Regions from separate parts of the Sus scrofa genome. Here region 1 is linked to region 2. A link is a contact called in public Hi-C data. All regions are on one chromosome and are shown on one strand. Each heading gives the region's core, a stretch centred on a gene start, on an enhancer-like site or on the middle of the called end of the contact. The rest is flanking DNA. Distances are from core to core; before and after follow the strand shown. Region 1 overlaps IL17D (interleukin-17D). Region 2 holds the start of XPO4 (exportin-4).

Evidence for each region. Hi-C and Micro-C count contacts between places; a contact is called where the count stands out from the background.
Region 1: a contact with region 2 is called in a Hi-C map of skeletal muscle, with 2.7 times the contacts expected there. The contact joins the enhancer-like site here to the promoter of XPO4 in region 2. A contact is called at or near these places in 1 of 5 promoter capture datasets (liver), 6 of 47 Hi-C or Micro-C datasets (fetal heart ventricle, heart right ventricle, liver and 2 more) and 1 of 2 datasets of contacts at active chromatin or transcription factors (skeletal muscle).

The regions. Positions count from the first base shown.
Region 1 is chr11:1,056,659-1,062,451 of Sscrofa11.1, reverse strand. All of the region lies in intron 2 of IL17D (interleukin-17D), which reads right to left. It overlaps EEF1AKMT1 (protein-lysine N-methyltransferase N6AMT2), which reads left to right. Exons shown (of 5, transcript XM_021065435.1): 5 at 1-5,793. Among named protein-coding and RNA genes, the nearest start is that of IL17D, 30 kb to the right of the region's middle. Within about 2 kb of position 3,566, at least 24 of the 83 cell types and tissues checked have an H3K27ac peak or open chromatin away from gene starts, as enhancers often do. A contact at or near this core is called in skeletal muscle, where this site is marked.
Region 2 is chr11:1,204,371-1,210,714 of Sscrofa11.1, reverse strand. XPO4 (exportin-4) reads left to right here and starts at 2,627. Exons shown (of 21, transcript XR_002336598.1): 1 at 2,627-2,701.

The sequences.
Region 1 (5,793 bases), core at 2,317-4,816, 150 kb after region 2:
ACAACCGCAGCACAGGAGAACTGAAGGGTGGGGCTGGAGCATCTGAGGCGGAGGTGGCCGGGACCCTGAAGGCCAGGGGATGGCGGAGCAGGCGGCCCAGCCAGCAGGTCCCGCAGGCCAGAGTGAAAGACGGTCTGAAGCCCAAGGGCGCACCTGGCTGAAGGCGGACGGTAATCACGAGCATGTCGACAGAAGTTAAAAAAGCTCACTCATGGGAGTGTGGAGAGATGCCGAAAAAAGAAACGCAAAGAGCCTTGAGAAACCATCGACAGAAGCAAAGGGCAACCCACTAGGGGGGAGACGATTTGTACAAAATCCACCTGATGGGGTTAACCCAGAATAAACCCAAAGTCACAGACGTCAATACCGTTACTGAGACCTGAAGAGACATTTTTCCAAAGACGACATACAGAGGTGGTCACTAGGCACATGGCAGGGTTCTCACCGTGGCCCATCAGGGAAACGCAAAGCCAAACCACAAGCAGGTTCCCTCACATCATCGGCAGACAAGAAGTAACAGGTGTTGTGGACACAGGGACCCCGTGCACTGTTGGCGGGAAGGGCAGCTGGTGCAGACACTGCGCAGAACAGCGTGAAGAGGCCTCCAAAAGTTAAGCAGAGCTGCTCTGTGATACAGCGATTCCCTCTGAAGAAACAAAACACTCCCTTGAAAAGAGGTATGATCACTGCAGCATCTACGGTAGGTGAGTGTCCGCCACGGAGGAGCAGATGAGAACACGTGGTACGTACCCACACACCCTGGAGTATCACTCAGCCGTGATAAAGGGTGGAGTCTTGCCATCTGCAACCACACGGATACACCCCGAAGGCATTATGCTAAGTGAGATGAGTTAGAAATACGAACACTAGAGGGTCTCACTCAGACGTGAAATCTAAACAAAAAACAACCCAGTCGAAGATACAGAGGACAGACAGGTGTCTGCCAGAGGCGGGGGAGGTGGTGGCAAATGGTGCAGGGGTCAGAATAAGTCCTGGCTCCGCGTGTGACACGGCAGCTAGTTCACGGCACCGTACTGCAAACCTGATGGCTACTGACAGGGTTGTTTTGTTTGGTGGCATACGAGGCACATGGAAGCTCCCCGGCCAGGGACTGAATCCGAGCCACCTCTGGCCACACTGGATCCTTAACCCACTGAGCCACAGCAGGACCCCCGGGAGGTGTGAACTCTTAAGTGTGTCAATGGCGGTGTGGTTTTGTTTAATACAGAGTCCTTTTCTTTCCAAGAAACTGCCAAACTCACAGGCGTGTGTACACAGACACGAACAGACAACGTGGCCGCTGGATCTGCCACGGCGGGTCAGCAGGGCCCTCCGTTCAGCCCAGCCTGACAGACCAGGGGGAGCACGGGGCAGCCGTGCAGGGGCCGCCTTGAAGGCCGAAGCCAAGGTCTGGATCTGCAGGTCACGGGAACACGAGGGGGGAGCTGACAGGCTGGGCTGACTACGGTGTAGACGCGGTGCGGGGTGGGAGCCCGCACACCCTTCAGGCGGCTTCCTCGCCCTGGACCCGAGGCTGAGCGAGGGCATCAAGATCCCTGCCCAACAAGCGGGGTTTCTCTGAACACAGGTGACAGTCCCCGGGTCACTTGCTGGTCCCAGATGTTTGGGCGGGTCAGAGGCTCACGCGGTGATAACATCCACCCCACCCCGCCAGTCGGCCGGAGGGACTGAAGTTCCCACTGTCACCGGCCACCTCCGGCCACAGCTCCGGGACGGTGAGACTCCTGCTCCCCCTCCCCCACCTCCGGGGATGCGGTCGACGACAGTCCGAGGGGGATGCCGGGCACACAGCCACCTGAGCCCCAGCACCAAGGGTGGGCCCACGGCTCCCCTGGAGAACAGCCGCTGGGTCAGGAGCAACATCTAGAAGCCTCGGGACGGACGCAGAGCCAAGCCCCCACCCCAACCTCCCGGGCACCTCCTCGGCCAGGCTGCCTCTGGGTAAAGCAGGCTGCCACGGACACAGTGTCCAGAACCATCAGGGGTCCCTTCTGTCACCGAACAAGAGCCTGTGGGCTGCTCCCTCCGCTCGGCCTCAGCCTCCAGTCCGGCCGCGGTGCGCCTGGCGGGGACGTGGGCAGGATGGGCCCTGAGGGTACCGCTTGGCCAGAGGGAGCGACAGCTGGGCCGGCTTAATCCAGGAACAAAGGGCAATGAGGAGAGGTGACAGAAACCCGGCCCGGGGGAACGCGGGACAGCAGGGCCAGGGGGAGAGCTGCCCGGGCCCTGAGCCGCGTAGGAAACAATTCGAAGCGCTCTGGGAGGTTGGCGAGCCGTGCAGGGCAGCGCCGGGCTCAGACCCACACAACTGGCATCTTTACACACAAACCCACCTCCCCACTTGGCAGAAGACATGAGGAGCGGCAGCTCCAGCAGCAGAGGCTCAGGATGACGGCTTCGTCCCCAGCGCCCTGAGCCCCCGGGCGCAGTGCAGAGATGGGCCAAGGTCAACAGGCCTCCTCCAGGGTGGCCTGGAGGGAGCAAGAGGCCAGCCTACAGCTTTGATCCGACCTAGGTGACACTGCCTTGCTGGCGCTCTGCACAGTGGAGGGGTGGCTTCTTGGTGACAGGACTAAAAACGCGCTACTTTAGCCATGGCTTCTGCTTAGAAAAGACACCCGTGGTCCACGGAGTTTCCAGGGGCTCAGGGGTCTCCAGGTCAGGCCACACCCGCGCAGACTCCCACTTCCCTCAGAACCTGGCCAGCTGGCCCTGAGATTCGGGCCGAGAAGCACGTAGACAGTTTGGAGGAAACTGTCTACGTGCAGACGGGGGGGGGGGGGTCTCTCCAGCAGATGCTGTAACGCTGGCAGTTCTGAGGGTAACCGGCTCCCTCCCCAGGAGCCCAGGTTTCTCCGGCACGTGGGCGCCTGCAGGAAGGCAGAACCGAGGTTTCCAAACTGGTTCAGAACCGCGTGGGGCCCGTGAAAAGCAGATTCTCACACTTCACCCCCAATCTGGAACCCCGCTTGCTGGAGGCCCCAGCCCAGACTCCACGGCCAATGGGAAACTGGGTGCGTGTCCCCAGCCCCCTGCAGTCTCGTGACCTCCCCACAAGGACTCCCAGGCCAAGGAGTCTACTGCACAGGACTGAGGAGTCTAATGCACAAGGTCTTAGCTCTTTGCTGGAGGCACAAACAGGCTGCTGGATCTCAGGATTTGACCACTGTCCCCTCCCCAGGTACAGGGCTCAAGTGGTGGGGGGGTCAGAAAAACACCAGGGATCCCTCACCTGCTGAGCCCCAGGCCTAACAGGTCACTGACACCCCATCTGTTCCTCCTGGACAGGCCCTGCCATGGGGGTGGGGACAGGCAGCCAGTGGGGAGGGAGGGCTGCAGGCAGGGGACTGGGGACAGGAGACCACGGACCTGCCCGCCCTCCTGTCACTCCGGGCACCACTGCCAGGGCGCCCAGAAAACTGCCCTCCACCTGACAAAACCCGAGTGTGAGCCTCCCGGGGGAGGGGACACAGATAGACTCTGCTGGCCAAGGACACACAGGGGTCGGGCCATCTGGGGCCGAGGCCATCCTGCAGCACGAAGCTTGGCATCAGGGCAGCCCTGACATGAAGCCAGGAATGCCACCAGAGCCAGAGCCATACAGACACCCCTCCCTCGGCACCCCCAGGGCGGGCCTGCACCAGCACTCAGCCAGGCCCCTGGAAAAGGGTAAAAGCTCGGATTCCACGAAGGGTCTCTCTGCTCATCTGGCAGCTCAGGGCAGACAGACGAACCGCCTGGAAGAGAATCCAGGGCAAAAGCTCTGCCGAGGGACCAAGAGATGGAGTGAATAAGCCGAATTTCTCAAAGTTCTCAGTGTGGCTCAGATGCCACACATGCAGGGCAGCTGGGGGAGTCTCTTCAAAGCAGAACAGCTCTCACCCACGGGACGCGCGCCGCCGCCAGGGAAGCCGCAGAATCTGGGCTCGGCGCCACCTTGGTGCCCGTCCTGGGCGCTGGCGGGCGGAGGTCACAGGGCCTCGAAGGGCCCGCCAGGGCATTTTCCCCTCGACCACACCGGTCGGGGCGGCCCCCACGATCTCCACAGCCTCCCGGCCCTTCCCAGCAACGAACACTCGGAGGGATCCACCGGCGTCCTGGCGCCTCCGAGTCAGGAGCGCAGACACTGGGCTCGAGCGGGACCGGGGGGCGACGGCGGCATGGCCGGTCACGCGGCAGGACGTGAGCAGGTGGCTGACCCAGGACACTCAGGGCGACCCGGGCAGACCTCTCACCTGTCACATCCCCGCCGCAGGACAGCTGGGGCTTTGCGTGCCAGGGCGCCTTTTCTACCCGGCGTGGAGGCCACGCCCCAGGTGCCCGCGGTCTCCGCTGGGGACACCCGCTCCTTCCCCCTCCTCTGCCCCTCCTCACGGAGAGCACAGCGGCGCTGCGCGGGGCTGCACCGCACACACGGCACTGGAAGCCAGATGGCTGTCTGGGCTTTACAACCTCAGGACCAACGAGCGCGGAGGCCGGGACCTTGCCGGGCGCGTGGAGATCCCGGCGGGCTGGAGGGAGGGCGGCCGGTGCTGCCCCCTGCCGGCCACCTGCCGGGCCGGCAGGCTCCCGCCCGGCCCGAGGGGACCTGGGGCCCGAACACAGGTCTGAGCTGCCCACAGGGAGCGGGGAAGCAGAGAGAAAGACCGGAGGGGACACGGGGCTCGGACAGTTGTAAGAACTTGATCCAGGGCACCGCCTCATAGTGGATGCGACGAACAGGTGACACTGCTGGGTGGGGGGGTAAATACCCTTCCTACCTCAACCCTCCCGGGACCCTGCTGCTCAGCATCCAGGGACGGACCTGTGGGCATCTCGTTTCCCAGCCTGGGGCGGTGTGACCTCGTGCCCCCACGAGCTGGAAGCTGAGGCCGCCGCGCCCATTCCTGAGTCACCAGCTGGAAGTTCTGGGAACAGAGAGTAGTGCCAGCCAGGCCCTCGGAGGGAAAATTCCAGGCTTCCAGACACTTCCTAACTCCCCCCACCCCCGGCCCATCCACCCTGTCTGCTCCTCTTCCATCACCTTGCTGGCTGTTCGCGGAGCTGCTTGCTGCAAAACAAATGTAGCTGTAGTCTCTTCAATTCCCAGGAGGAATTTATAGAGAAAAGTAATAAAGCCTAAAAATAAACGGTTGTGAAAAGTCTTTACACAACTACACAAAACTGAAAAGCATCCACAAGTCAACATTACTTAGAGAGTTGGTAGGCGTCTCTCTTTGGGGTTTCAACAGAACTGAGGGCTGTGTATCTTTAAGCCTTAATAAACCTCAGTGTTTTTACAGTATGTTTCTCATTATGTCAGTATGGCTTAAAAAACCTATTGAGCCATCACATTCATTTTATTTTTGGCCTATTTGTTGCTAACTCTTAAAAGAAACAAACATGATGCCACAAAGTAAATGAGACCGTATGTTGATACTCTGGAGGCTGAGTGTTGCTTTTCTAACAGCCCAGCAGTGCGGGCACAGCCAGCAGAACAGGAGCGGTCAGGCCTGGGTGTGGCTCCCCCTGCCTGGCCCCCACCGAGGGCATCTGAGGGACTTTGCCAGGAGCCCCTGGTCCCCCCGAGCCCCAGCTCTGGGTCAATCATAGGCTGTCGTGACCTGCTGACACTTTGCTGCTTCAGCACCTGCTCTCTGCTCATGACTGGTGAATTTCCCGCTCTGCGCTCAATTTGACACGTGAGATGCTGGCCCTTATGCGGAGCTTGGCCGGGATGGTGGAGCAGGAAGAGCCCGGCTTCCCGCCCCTCAGAGGCACACGAAAATGACC
Region 2 (6,344 bases), core at 1,378-3,877:
TTTATCTTTTCTGGATATATGCCTTGGAGTGGGATTGCTGGATCATATGGTATTTTTGTTTTTTTTGAGGAACCTCCACATTGTTCTCTGCAGTAGCTCCATCGATATACATTCCCACCAACAGTGTAGGAGAGTTCCCTTTTCTCCACACCTTCTCCAGGACTTACTATTCATATATTTATTTTGTTTCTTAGGGCCACAGTTGCGGCATATGAAAGTTCCCAGGCTAGGGGTTGAATCAGAGCTGCAGCTGCAGGCCTACACCATAGGCACAGCAATGCCAGATCTGAGCCACATCTTTGACCTACGCCACAGTTGTCAGCAACCCCAAATCCTTAACCCACTGAGCAAGGCCAGGGATCGAACCCGCATCCTCATGGATTCTAGTCAGGTTCCTAACCTGCTGGGCCACAATGGGAACTCCGGTAGAGACATTCTGACATCTTTTTGCAGACTGCTTTACAGATGTTCGTTGATTTACGATAGGGTTATATTCCAATAAGCACAGTGTTAAATTGAAAATGTATTTAATACACCTAACCTACCAAACATCATAGTTTAGCATAGTTTACCTTAAACATTCTTAGAACACTTAACATTAGCTTCCAGTAGGGTAAAATCACTACCAGAGAGCCTATTTTATTTTTTACTATATTATTATCATTTTTTTTTTGGTCTTTTTAGGGCCGCTCCTGCAGCATATGGCGGTTTCCAGGCTAGGGGTCAAATCAGAGCTACAGCTGCCAGCCTACACCACAGCCACAGCAACGCAGGATCTGAGCCACGTCTTCGACCTACACCACAGCTCATGGCAACGCGGGATCCTTAACCCACTGAGCAAGGCCGGGGATCGAACCGCGTCCCCATGGATGCTAGTTAGGTTCGTTACCAATAAGCCTCGACGGGAACTCCATTATTTTTTATTATCTTTAATTGCAGTATAGCTGATTTACAATGTTGTGTTCACCTCTGCTGTACAGCAAAGTGACTCAGGTTTTTAAAATATTCTTTTACATGTTTTTCCATTGTGGTTTACCACAGGCCATTGAATATAGTTCCCTTTGCTATATAGTAGGACCTTCTGGTTTATCCATTCAGTACATTGGTTTGCATCTGCTAACCCCAAATTCCCAATCCCCCACCCCCCACCCCCAGCCCCCTTGGGACCAAAGTCTGTTGTGTCATAGAAAGGTTCATTTGCGTCATATTTTAGCGTCCACATCCAAGTAATATATTTGTCTTTCTGACCTACTTCCCTTAGTATGATGGGCCTCTAGATTCATCTATGTTGTTGCAAAATGCCATTTCAGTTTTTTTTTTTTTGTGCCTGGTGGCATATGGAGTCTGCGTGGCCAGGTATCACATCTTAGCCGCAGTCTTGATCTAAGCCACAGCTGTAGCAACGCAGAATCCTTACTCCACTTTGGGATTTAACCTGCCTCCCAGCCTTCCAAGACGCCTCTGCCAACCCTGTTTGTGCCACAGCGGTAACTCCCTCATATCAGTCTCTGTCACAGAGCTTATTTACTTCAAGCACAGCTTCTAATGAACAGGTACTGCTTTCACACCAGAGAAAAGTCGAAAAATCATTAAATCCCAACCACCAGTCCTTAGTGAAATATTAGTGAATGTGTTCTATTTGTGAGTCACTAGGTTAACCGCACAACAGAGTAAAAAAGGCCCTTAACTGCACTCACTGTGACCTTGGTAATGAAATAAAAGGTACTTTATTTCTCAAACAATAAAAACCTTGTTAATTCACTTCCTCAAGCTCAAGCTGCAGAGATGCCAAGTTAAGAAACCCATTTTTCAGTGGAGCTAATAATACAGTTCTGTTGCAGTGACAAAAAACCAAAAAAACAAAACAAAAAACCCCCCTCCAAAACATGGCTTACTTTTAACTGGAAAAAGAAATTTCAACAGGACGCTTACAAACACTGAAGTAAAGTTTGACTTTCTGTGTGGCCCCAAGAAGCAGAACGGCCCCCAAAAGTTTACGGTACAGTAGAAGCTTAGAGCAAGTAGATGTCAACTCGGAACAAAACACGCTCCTCGTCCAAACAAGGTTCCTAACGGTTAAAGCTGGTTTGAACTCGGCAGCAGCTGCTCTCAGGTCCAGGGGGAGGGAAAGGGGCTCTGCGATCCGCGGACGGACCTTTCCGCCGGAGTCCACACCTGACATCACTCTGCCGAGGTCCTCGCACAACAAACGCGAGTAGCGCGTTCTCCGAACGCAGGCCTCCAGGCCGGGTTCCTGCCGGTTCGCTGCCGGCGGGGCGGCCCGGAAAGGGAACCGCGGGCACGGGATGCGCTTCCCGGGGGGGCTCGGAGACGAACCCGGCCGCGGGCCCTGCAGGCCGCTTTCCCCGTCGGGAACGCGGCCGCGGCGCAGAGGACACGGAGGGGTCGGAAGCGCCGTCGGGAGAGGCGGCGGGAAGCGCGCCGGGTCGGGCTGGTGCCGGGGAAGCAAGCTCCCGCCGGCCACCCTGACCCCGCGACCTCGCGACCCCGCGTCGACGTCGGCGGCGGCGACGGCTCCGGCGGGAGCGCGCGAGCCCGGGGCGCCGTGCGATTGGCCGGCCCGGCGCCCGCTCCCAGAATGCAGCGCATGGCGCGTCATTGAAGAGAGACCATGATGGCGGCGGCGCTGGGGCCCCCAGAAGTGATCGCTCAGCTGGAGAACGCGGCCAAAGTTCTGATGGTGAGTGGCCGCACCCCCGCGCCCCGCGCCCGCGGCCTCTGGCCACCCTGCCGCTCTCGGCCTTCTCACCCGCCGGGCTGGCGACTGGCCGGGGCCTCCCGGGAGCCTGGAGCTGGAGGAGGCGGCGGTGGCGTGGCGCAGGACTCTTGCCTCCGGCTGTGCGTCCGCCTCTGAGCCCCTTGCCGGACTGTCCCTTCTCCGGGTGTCCGGCGCCCCAGCCGCGCCGCGGAACGGGGGCACCGAAGGAAAGCGGGTTCCTGTGCCACTGCCCTCACCGTGCGGGGTCGAGGGGAGGCGGGAGCCGGGTCGGGGGCTTGTGCGCGCCGCTGGGGAGTCGGTGCAGGCGGCGAAGGGCTGTCCAGGCTCGGGTGCTATTAGCAGCTCCTGTTCCCCTTGTGCCTTCGGGTTCCTGAGGGCGTTCTCCGATCTGCAGCCGCGGCTGGGCAACCGCAGCCGGCCGCACGTGGAAGGACCGACAGGAAGGAGAGAGGAGAGTGTTAGGGACCAAGGTCATTGGGGCAAAACTGGGTTAACTATAGAGCTGCCTGTGGCTCGCGCATTGAGGAGAGTTGGATCTACGGGCCTCTTTGACTTTTTTCTTAAACTACAACACAAGGAACGACTTGGAGTGTAGGTTATTTCTTCAACAGTGCAGGTAAGGCTAAGTCAAAGGATAAAGCCTTCCACGCAGGGAGTAGAAGGAAGGATAAACTGTATTCACCTACTCAGTGAGCTCTGCATTTGCAGGGCCAGTTTTGTTTTTGTAAACCACGACTTTGGTGTTTGTAGATTTTTATTGGAAGTTAGAGGCTTATTTGATTACTTGAATTGAATCAGCCTTTCTAAGAATTGAATGCAGCCAGATTCCTTACTTTTTTGCATCTTCTTTCCCCCTTTGGGTTCCGGTGTTTGGATTATGTGTTCAAGCATCACATTTAAAAAGATTTGAACTAAATCTAGCATCGTTTGTAGTTCTGTTTATCAAGTTTGGTTTTCACGCACAACACCAGGTAGCTCATAAAACTGAGACGTCTTATCAAAAGCAGGATTTACTTGCTGCCTTATGGGCAGAGTAAATTGTTTTATCACAAACTTGACTAGATAACATTTTCAGATTCTTGCAACTTAAGTCTAGAAAAACTTAGCTACTCTTCTCCTTAATATGAGTTTTAAAAATCTCTGCCTTATACCATTTCCTGAAGTAACTGAAAAATTTCCAGGAGCTAAAGGCCCCATATTTTTCAGACTTTGGAAGGAGGCTTTGACCCAAAAAACGGTTGCTTTAGTTTTTCTATTGATAAGATAAAATCAGCGACCTTCATCATTGGCCTGAGTGTTGGTTAGTATTTGTGCTTGCTGGTACTTTCTGTCTTCTCTGGCAAAGCTAGTTTTTCACTTGTAAGGGAGGGGCCGAGAAAAATTCTACTACGTGCCACACACTGTGTTTGATGCTTTACGTACTCTGTTAATCCTTGCACTGGTTAACGCGGATGAGAGAGAGTTTAAGTGGCCAATTTAGGTCTAGGACTCAGATCTGTCTAGCTCTAAAGCCAGGTCCCTTTCCACTCCATCTCACCACCTCTCATATGTGTTATATAGATATCCATTTCCATACTTTTTTATTTTATTTTTCTCTTTTTCTTTTCTTTTTAGGGCGGGATCTGTGGCCTATGGAAGTTCCCAGGCTAGTGGTTGAATCCAAGCTGCAGCTGCCCGCCTACACTACAGCCATAGCAGGGCCTGATCCGAGCCACATCTGTGACTTACACCTCAGCTCAGCTCGTAGTAACGCCAGATCCTTTAACCTGCTCCTCAAGGCCAGGGATTGAACTTGCATCCTCATGGATACTATTTGGATTCCTAACCTACTGAGCTGCAATGGGAACGCCCATCCATTTACATACTTTTAAATCTTTGCAGAGAAGACTGTTAAGAAAAAGTTATTAAAAATAGGAAGTTGCTTTTTGACAATGTCCCCTTACTGTTCAAAAATGTGTACCAAAATGTGGAAGAGTAGCAATTGCTGCATTATTTCTCAGTATGAAAGCTGCGTTCCATTTTATTGTAATTAATAATAGTAGCTCACTTTTGAGTGCTTATCATGTGTGAGGCCATGCACTTTACATATATTACTGTATTTAATCCTCAGTAACTGAGGTAGTTAGTACTTTCATTTTCATTTTATAGTCTAAGGGACGGAAACATGTAGAGGCTAAGTAATTTACCCACATTTTCAACTCAGGTCTCTGTTACCAGTCTGTGGTTCTTTTGTCTTTTGTCTTTTTTTGTTGTTGTTGTTGTTGTTGCTATTTCTTGGGCCGCTCCCGCGGCATATGGAGGTTCCCAAGCTAGGGGATGAATCGGAGCTGTAGCCACCGGCCTACGCCAGAGCCACAGCAACGCGGGGTCCGAGCCGCGTCTGCAACCTACACCACAGCTCACGGCAACGCCGGATCGTTAACCCACTGAGCAAGGGCAGGGACCGAACCCGCAACCTCATGGTTCCTAGTCGGATTCGTTAATCACTGCGCCATGACGGGAACTCCCAGTCTGTGGTTCTTAACCTACAGGGTACTGGGACTAGAAAGCAGGTAGATTAATTCATTTGGGGATAGTTAAGATTGTTAAATGTCCTGCAGTTACTTAGTGTTAGAAGATTAAGAAAAAGAGAATGGGTCTCCTTAGCATTTGTCTGTCTGTGTGTGATGGATATCCATTTGAAGAAATCATGTTTATATAAAACTGCTGAGTATTTTAGCTGTTAATATATTTTGGGACTCAAAGTAATTAGTGATGTCTTTCACAGTTGTTTTTACTTCATTTTTCTACTTGGTGGCTCATATATTTCTTTCAAGAAAATCATAGGGCTTTAGTGTGTTTAACAATCTCAAAAGATTGATTATTTATGTGTTTATTTTTGGCCACATCTGTGGCATGTGGAAGTTCCCCGGCCAGGGATTGAATCTGAGCTGAGTTATCACCTACACCACAGGTGTGGCAATTCAAGGTTCTTAATCCACTGTGCCACAGCAAGAACTCCCTCAAGAAATCTTTCAGTACAGAGGTCTTAGGGAGTTCACGATGAATATCAGAAGGAAATCGTAAGTCAATTTTTGGGTGCAAACATACATACATGTATTATATATGTGTGTGCGTGTGCATGCGTTTTTGTTTTTTGTTTTTTTTTTTGGCGGTGCCTGTGGCATGTGGAAGTTTCCAGGCCATGGATCAAACCTGTGCCATGGTAGAGACCTGAGCTGCCCCAGTGACAACAGGAGAACTCCTAGACATACATGTTCGGTAACAGGGTCTGTAGCTTTTGTCAGCTTCTCTTAGGAGGTGGAGACCCTGACATGTAAGAGTCTAGTCTCAGTGATCTCCCGTCCTTTCTGCAGACAGGGAAACTGAGGTTCAAAGAGGTACAAGTGACTAGCCAGGGGTAGGCCACCGAACAGGTCAGGGATAAGAATCATCCAGAACCCAGATCCCCAGACTTGCATTTCAGAGCCCTTGAACTGTCTCCTCAACCGCGTTGCTTCTGTAAGTCAGCGTATCATAATACTGCACATGTTACATCTCACTGCGTGATGACGAATTTCGTTTTTAAAATTTTTTATTGGCATTCTCGTCGTGGCTCAGTGGT